Linked DNA regions of Mus musculus: regions 1 and 3 are each linked to region 2. The links are chromatin contacts, called in public HiCAR-type and promoter capture Hi-C maps. All regions are on one chromosome and are shown on one strand. Each heading gives the region's core, a stretch centred on a gene start, on an enhancer-like site or on the middle of the called end of the contact. The rest is flanking DNA. Distances are from core to core; before and after follow the strand shown. Region 1 holds the start of Bloc1s6os (biogenesis of lysosomal organelles complex-1, subunit 6, pallidin, opposite strand). Region 2 holds the start of 4930517E11Rik (RIKEN cDNA 4930517E11 gene). Region 3 holds the start of Ctxn2 (cortexin 2).

Region 1 (2,700 bases), core at 174-2,673, 1.4 Mb after region 2:
AAGCCATTTTAGGATTCTAAGGATTCATGCCTGGAGCTTGTGTTGGGGCAGTAAAGTTACAACAATGGACACACCATGCTGTGAGAATGAGAGACTAGCGGTGGTAGCTTTACACTGCTGAGGGGAGATAGATGCTAATGCCCTGCGGAATCCTCTACATGAAACAGAGGGAACTGAATCCAAGAGTGCAAATTCAGTTTCATGGGAGAGTAAGCTCACACCATTATCAAGAAGATCAGACAGCTGAGGCTAGGGATCTAGCTCTGTAGTAGAGCACTTGTTTAACATGAAATAAGTCCTGAGTTGAACCTGCAGCTAGCACCTATCCCTATCTCTGCCCTACTCTCTGACATCTGCTTTTATTTATATGCATACCACCCATTCGTTATGTGCAGAAAGAGAGAAAGAGGGGGAGAAGGGAGGGGAAGGGAGAAAGAGAGAGGCCCAGGTTCCAAGTAGGTACTACAGAGTATTACTAATGTGACTGAACAAGTCATGAAAGGGATATGTCATTAAAGAAAAGCACTGCCAGGAAATGCTGGGTTATTTGTAGCTTCCTATTTCTGAAACGCAGAGATTATTTTTAGAAGCTCCATCTAGCTTCTCTCATATGAACCAATGCTCACAGAAAATGATTTGAGTGGTGTTTTCAATCTCACAAAAACGATGGTATAAACAGTGCCCATCTGCCTATATAGCAAATTAACTGCTTCGTCCAACGGACGCCTTCGGGCATCAATGCTTAAATTTCTTCTGGAAATGTGCGGACGGCTGCTGGAGTCTCGGATGAAGTAATGTCACCTAGGAGGTCAGAGTATTTCATGAGTAGACACTATTGTACAGTTTCCTAAAAATCTACCTTCTCTCTGGCAGACTGATCGCCAACCACTAACCCTGTGACAAACAGTTGAAAAGCAACACAAACGCAAACCTTTAACACAAACCGCACCCAACAGTGCGTTTCCTCGCGGGACCAGGGTTGCCTGGCCAGGATGCTCTAGGCAGGAGGGTCGCCTGCGCTGGAGTCCCACCCACTCGAACCCGGCCCCTGTGGGCAGTCGCCCCGCAAAACAGCCGTACCCGGCGTGGGCTCGCCGGCCTCCAGGCTGTCGGAAGGCCCCGTAAGGACCCCGTCTGGAGGCGGTGGCTCAGGAACACTCATATCCCCGCACTGGGCGCTGCGTGAGGCGAGTGCTGTGGAGAAGTCACAGGCAAAGAAACCTAACGCGTTCCAGAGTCCATCCGGACGAAAGCCGCCGAGGCACACGGAAGTGACGAAAGCGGAAAACCTCGCTTTCCGACGCAGAACGTTACTGCAAGTCCGGAACGCCCGCCCCCCCCCGCCCCCCCCGTGTCAGCGCCCTAGGCGCAGCCGTGCGCGTGCGGGTTCGGTTTCACAGAGGGTGGCCGGCGGAACCCGGAAGAGAGGTTAGAGGACCGGATGTCGCCATAACCGTGTGAATGTCCCCAGTGTTGTGTCCAGTTTATAACTCGGGCCGCTAAGTGAGTCAATACGAACTCTGAGCTTGAGCGTTGCTGAGGATCTCTTCCAGTGCTTGGAAATGACGTAAAGGCTTTCTTGGAGCATCATTTGGACAAATTAAGTCAAATTACCAAAAGCACATGCTGGGCTCCTGTAAGATGATATCATGAGTTCTAAAGGAAAGTATGTAGACTTGGACAGACTCAGCTCCACAGCAAATGTAAGGATTCTCGACCCTTTTGTAAACTCTGACCTCTAGTAGCATCTCTAGTTGCTCCTCAGGTTACCTGTTCAGTTTTCCATATTGTAGCCAAAGCTATCTCAAAAAAAAAAAAAAAAACTAATATAAATAAACAAATAATGCCATGCCCCTGGAATGCACTGGCTCCCTATTGTCACCATCTTATGTTCAGTTTCACTTTAGCCACTTTTCAAGGGTAACTTCTCAACTCTCCACGGTAGAATGTCCACAGACTAATCCTTGAGACTTCTAAATATATTAGAGGGCATGGCAACGAATAAAAGCTACTAGTTAACATAACCTTAAAATAGGAAGGGTACTCCAAGGACCCAAGGTAACAGTCTGTAAAACTGATGGGGTGGGGCTGTCTGAAAAAAGATTTGATTACAAAGGATGATTAAACAAACACTGATGGGTTTGAAGACAGAGGAAGGGAGTCATTATTCTGGATGGTGGGTGACCTCCAGAAAAATTGGTAACCAATTCCTCCCCTAAAGCTTTTGTAATGGAACTCAACCCTGTGAGGTTGCTGAACTATAGAATGTGTAATAATTAGTGTTGTCATACAAATAGGAAAACAATTTATTACTCTTCAAACATCTTGTGCAATCTGGGCATTGTACGCTGTCCATTGTGCTTGTTCCTGTTTCAAACTAGAGTATCTTTTTCAAAGGCCTATTCATCTTTTAAGTGCTCTAGGATAATATCTTTTTTATTGTTTTGTTTCACAAGGTGAGGTGTCCTGTAGCCTAATCTGGCCTTAGACTCAATATGTAATTAGGGATGGCCTTGAATTCTTGGTCCTCCAGCAGACACGAGCCAGCACACTCAAACACACCTTTACTGTGGACACCATTCATTATCTCATTATTTCCTCCCTTTCATTCAGCAGTCACAGTGAAGACATTTCACAACAACAAACATCCTCCTGCCATTTAGCACTGAGCTCCTCCTTGCATTCATTATTTTATGTTTT
Region 2 (2,700 bases), core at 6-2,505:
CCCTTCCTGTTTAATTGAATAAATCATTCATTAAACACTTACTGTGAGCCTGCCATATGCAAGGGAATTTTTCTAAGAGCTATGATGGATTCAAAGAGCTGTTTAGTCATCATTGGGTCAAATAGTGAAGCACGTGGTTTGTCCCTTCTGTTGAAGGGCCCATCTGGGCACCCTAGAGGAATGGCTGCTGGCCAGGAAACTCAAGCAAGTAGGACTTGCCAAATCTCCTTCCTCCCTTTCATCTTGGTTTTACCCCTTCCCTAAATTTCCTCAGGAGAACACCACCTGTCTGCACCCCACTCCCTGTGGTCCCTACTCTCAGCTTTTCAGTGTGAGAATCACTTCACCTGATAATCTCATACGTGCCAGAGCCCTCAAAAAGGAAGTGCTGGACTGCACGTAAGAAGCCAGCAAGTTAATGGTGTCCTTCAATCTTTGATTTCTTTTTACATAGTACTTACTCCAACCAGGAGCTGATCCAGACTAAATCAAGAAAAGAGAAATAAGATCATCATTTGTCAAAGCTTGTTGGTGTTAAACTAAGGGCCATTATCTCATTAAACCTTCACAAACAGCCATGACAACTGTTTATTATCCTCAGAGATGAACCTGGACAGGAAACAGCCAGTGAAGCTGCCACCAGTCACAAGCACCGGGGAAGGAGTAATTGCCTGTCCTACAGGCACGGTCTCATTGAGCTAGACATCACTAATTAGGTTAGACTGGCTGGCCACTGAGCCCCAGAGATCCTCTTGCCTGTTCGTCTTATTTCCTTGGTGGTAAGAGTGCAAACCTGCACCAGTGCACTGAACTTTTACATAATCCTTGCGATTGAACTAAGGTCCTCGGGCTGGCAAGGCAAACACTGCCAAGTTAGCCATCTACCCAGACCCACAGTGATTTGTATCACAGAAACATCTATTCACCTTGTCACATGTCTTTCGTGCTGTAGCAAAAAGACTGCAATACACTGAGCAACCACTAGGTTAATCTGGGAGTCTCCCAGGCAGATGAACACCCTTGTAATCCTGCATCTTATATATAGATATTTTTCCTTTATACACAAATGGCTGGCTACATATCTGTAGCAGAGCCACCATTGCTTAGATCAGTGCATGTGACTCTGAAAGTGTCTCCATAAGACACCACTTTCTTCACAGCTGTAAGAGGCTGTCCATCACCATAAGATTCCTGCCCATTCAATAAGATTCTATTGGAGGGTAGAGCTTCCAGGGGCCTAAGTTCTATCTCCATGGTGTGTCCACATGCAAGAATGCAGGTAACAAAATATATGAAACTTTAGAATGAATTTGTTTGCTGGTCATGGTGGTAGATGCCTGTTAACTCCTGCACTCTGGAGGCTGAGAGAGGAGAATAACGAGTCAGAGGGAACAGAGAAATGCAAGACTGGACTACATAGCAAGGCATGGGTTTAAATGGTCTAAAAAAAGACCAAATGCAAACAAAGAGTAGATTTTTGAATAGTCTTTTCTTATTATATGTAGGTAGATGGTGGCTATTGCTCTACTAATGTATTGTGCCTGATCTGTTATTATTCTTTTCAGCCTTAGCCCTACACAAATTGAAATGTTCAACGTTGACATTTTAGCTCCATTCACGGGCACTTTCCTATCAAACACTGCTTTCAGTTTTCAAGAACAGAACTTGGTGCCTCGTGCTACCCACATTTATTTTAGTATCATGCACTACCACAGGGTTCTATAGAATTCTATTCGATACCTCACTGTATCAATTAGCTACTGCTGAATAACAAATTGCCTTAAAAAGTAATGGCTGAAAATAACCATCCATTTATGCAACTCATGATTGTGTAGATCCAAAATACTCTCATCTCGGCTGTACTTCTTGATGGATTTGTGGTTGGCTTGAGGTCTTCTGTACATCAGCTTTAGTGATCTTGGTTGTGTTTCCATTTGTCTAGGACCTTGCCTAGGACAAATGATCTGGCTTGGCACTGATCCACAGAGTGTCTCATTTTCCAATGGGTCAGCATGGGCTTGTTCATCACTGTAAGGCAATGCTCCACTACAGCACACAGAACCAGGCAAGGTGTCATGTCCCTTGCTTTGAACTTGCATAGTCTCAAACACAGTCTTAGACTGTGGTTTTCTGACAGGGTTTCAGTTAACCCAGCCTTACCTCAAACTTGCTATGTAGCCACAGATAACCTTGTACTCCTGATCTTCCTTCCTCTGCTTTCTAAATGCTGGAATTGTTGCCTGGAGAGATGGCTTAGGGCTTAAGAGAACTTGCTGCTCTTTCAGAGGTCTGGAGTTTGGTTTCTGAAACCCACCCTGGTCTGCTCACAGCCACCTGTAACTCCTAATCTAGGTAATCTAGTGCCCTCTGGATTTAAGGGCATCTATAACTCCCCCACAAACACACACTCAATCTGATTTTAAAAAAATGTCAGAATCCTGGGGTTACAGATGGGCATTGACACATCCAGCTCCCAGTACATTCAAGAAATAGGCCTTGATATTCCTTTCCAAAAACCACATTCCTAATTAGAATCTGGGATCCATTCTAAAAGCAATCACAATCACCCAATTTCATTCTGTTTTTTTTTTCCTCTTTATAGTTTATTTTGTGCATGCGTGTATGTACAGGCATATGTATATCTCACAACTGTGGACATTTTGTTCTCTCCTTCTACTATGAGGGTCAGAGGGATTGAAC
Region 3 (2,700 bases), core at 111-2,610, 1.0 Mb before region 2:
ACTTTGGTAGTGAGCAAGCACATTCAATGTGTCTCTTTTCTTTCATAGCAAACGTCAGATACAGGGCTCTCTAAGTCCTGATGAGTCATAGCATTGGCCCATGGCAGTACCTGTAGATATCAAAGGGCCCTATGTCATGGAGTCACTTTGTAGTTAGCAACAAATAACTGACAACAACAACAACAACGTCCTCTGTGCTCAGTTGTTTACATCATATTATTGCCAGTAACTGACTAAAGAGAGTATTTTTATACCTGCTATGTAACCTTTCGTGTTCATGAGTAAATGTGGTAGGTAAATTTTTTACTGTGAATTATTTACTGATTAGGAGCTATCAAATTCATTTTTCAAAAAACGGTTATTTAATTGCCACAGATTAGCATGCAGTTGCAGAAGCTAATGGTAAAGTGTAGGCACCTCCTAAGAACCTCCCATGTCTTTATTTTAATCAACAGGTTTTCCTTCTTGTTTATTTATCTAGCAATAACATCATAAACATTAAATCTGAAATAGTTATACTTGGAGTGCAAGATGATTGCACTCTAATGAGAGGATACTTGTAATTTTATGAAACAAGACATGCAAACTCAAGCTTAAAAAAAAATCACAAGCTCTTCTGTACAAAAACAACAGACCCTTCATCAAATATAAAGGTTGCTAAATCCTGTTTAAATAAGCAATAGCAGAAAGCACTACTGAGGCCACATCTGTACACAGCTATCATTTAGGAATGGATGTGTTGGAATCAAAAGAAAACCTTAAATTACAAACCCAGATGTCTTCATCATGCTGAAGTGCATGCATTTTGGTTTCCTAGAGTTCCAAAACCTCGGATCTTCAAGAATCTACCCCAAAGCTCTGGAGACGTCAACCTTGAGAGATTTTCCTTAAGAGAACAACTGGCTGGCTCCTCAGACACCCATTCCTTCCAAAGCACTGGTCGATCTGAAAATTCTCAACATGTCTCACTAAAGAAGCCTAGACCATTGCTAGTGTTCTACCTTGCGTTGTCGCCAGTTGCCTTCTACATATTAAACTGCAGGAAGCATGGAAACTTCCTACAAGACACTATGGGAGAAACATCAGCAATCTGTATACACACAACACGTTTTCTTTCTTTCTTTTTTCTTTCTTGACAGCATCAGCAGCTGCAGAGGCATTCGTTTCTTTTTAGAATTTGAGCTCACCAAACCTACAAGCTCTCCCTGCCCCCCACTCGGCTCTCCTGTTTCTAAAATCCAAGAGAAAAAGGACACCTTCTCCTGGGGACTGGCGCTGGAACCCTGTTGGTGAATGCTGAGGAAGGGGGAGAAAGTTACTTCGCAGGCAGCAGGGATGGATGGGCTCACCTTCCATGTTTGTTGCCATGGAGATGAATTCCAGCCAGTAGACTTGTTGGCAGGTTTGTCTGTGCTCGCCGATCTCGGTTCGTGTAAACGGCGTGTTCTGAGGACCTGCGTGGAGTCACAGGACCGTGGGTAGCGCTTTCCTGGCCTACGTGTGTAAATAATGTCTGTGTCTGGGTGAGAGACAGGACACGGGCAGCCGCGGAAGGACCCGTGCGCGAGTGTTTGCAGGAAAATGTGTGTGCATGTGTGCCTTTCTCCGATGTGACAATGTGTAAATATTTGCGAGTATGTAGATGTGAAAGCAACGAGGTGGGACGTGAGATAGGGAAGGGACTAACAGCAGCAACAGGGTCTGGTTTTCAGGTCCGTCAGAAAAAGCAGAGACCAGGGCTCGTTTTCACTCACATCGCATCCTGAAGCTTAGCAATCGGGGTTCGTCACTATTTGTGCATCTTGGGGTAGTGAGGATTTAATTAATTCATTGCGAAAATCCTTGTCTCTGTTATGTCCCCAGCTGTGCCGAAGGCATTTCGCTGTGAGTGGAAACAGCAGTCCCGGGTTGTTAGAAGGCACTAGATTTTTATGTTTCCTTTGATCAGACAAAGGAAAAAAACGGTGTGAAAAGTGCACTGGTTTAACCGAATACTGATGCGTCACTTAGTCTTTTGGTGTTCATTTCCACTACCCACGCCCCCTTTACTCCACCCCACCCCTTCCCGCAGACGCCCTGGAGCTGTCCGCAGTGCTGAAACGCTGAAGCTGACCTCTTTCCTGCAAGAAGATACTGAACTACCATTGTGACAAAACCATTAGGTAGATGCGGTGCAGGTTTTCTAAAACGTGGTTGAATATTCACATTGTAAACAGACCTCACTGGAAGCAAAGCAGAACACGTTAAAGCAACACAGCCACCGGCCCTCTCACCTCTCCTCGAGAGGTTCCTCCACACTCACCTTTAGTATTATTAACAGCCATCATGTTTTGTCACGATTCCCAGAACCTATCCTTGGCACGCACCTGTAGATTCCCTACGAACTTAATTGCTCATCTTATGAACTCTTCAGTCGTTAATATTTGAGAAAATGCAGATACAGAATTTGTACATTATCATTGCTGCTGTTGTTATTTAGTGGAGAACTTGGGCGTGACGATATTTGACAAATTTTATGACTATCTAGAGTATTATCACTTAGGAAATGAAACAGTCTTACAAAGATGTTGCACAGAGTGTCAGCCACAAATGGAATATCTACATCATTTCCTTCAAATCCCAAAGACTATTGAGGGAGAGGAAGAGGAAAGATGATGAGAACCAGAGGGTAGACAAGAGTGAACCGGTGTTTTCTGAACA

The links. Promoter capture Hi-C pulls out the DNA fragments that hold promoters and counts their contacts. HiCAR-type assays count read pairs that join an accessible place to other places.
Region 1: a contact with region 2 is called in a HiCAR-type map of astrocytes, with 4 times the contacts expected there. The contact joins the promoter of Bloc1s6os here to the promoter of 4930517E11Rik in region 2.
Region 3: a contact with region 2 is called in a promoter capture Hi-C map of pre-B cells, with 3 times the contacts expected there. The contact joins the promoter of Ctxn2 here to the promoter of 4930517E11Rik in region 2. A contact is called at or near these places in 8 of 39 promoter capture datasets (the C10 cell line, cranial neural crest, frontonasal cranial neural crest and 5 more) and 9 of 115 datasets of contacts at active chromatin or transcription factors (astrocytes, craniofacial prominence, embryonic forebrain and 6 more).

Annotation. Positions count from the first base shown.
Region 1 is chr2:122,737,085-122,739,784 of GRCm38.p6, reverse strand. Bloc1s6os (biogenesis of lysosomal organelles complex-1, subunit 6, pallidin, opposite strand) reads left to right here and starts at 1,423. Exons shown (of 2, transcript NR_156706.1): 1 at 1,423-1,703. It overlaps Bloc1s6 (biogenesis of lysosomal organelles complex-1, subunit 6, pallidin), which reads right to left and starts at 1,280. Exons shown (of 5, transcript NM_019788.3): 1 at 1,081-1,280. The coding sequence starts at 1,162.
Region 2 is chr2:124,128,511-124,131,210 of GRCm38.p6, reverse strand. It overlaps 4930517E11Rik (RIKEN cDNA 4930517E11 gene), which reads left to right and starts at 1,255. Exons shown (of 3, transcript NR_040611.1): 1 at 1,255-1,279. It also overlaps a transcript of Sema6d not described here.
Region 3 is chr2:125,135,352-125,138,051 of GRCm38.p6, reverse strand. Ctxn2 (cortexin 2) reads right to left here and starts at 1,360. Exons shown (of 2, transcript NM_001162934.1): 1 at 772-1,360.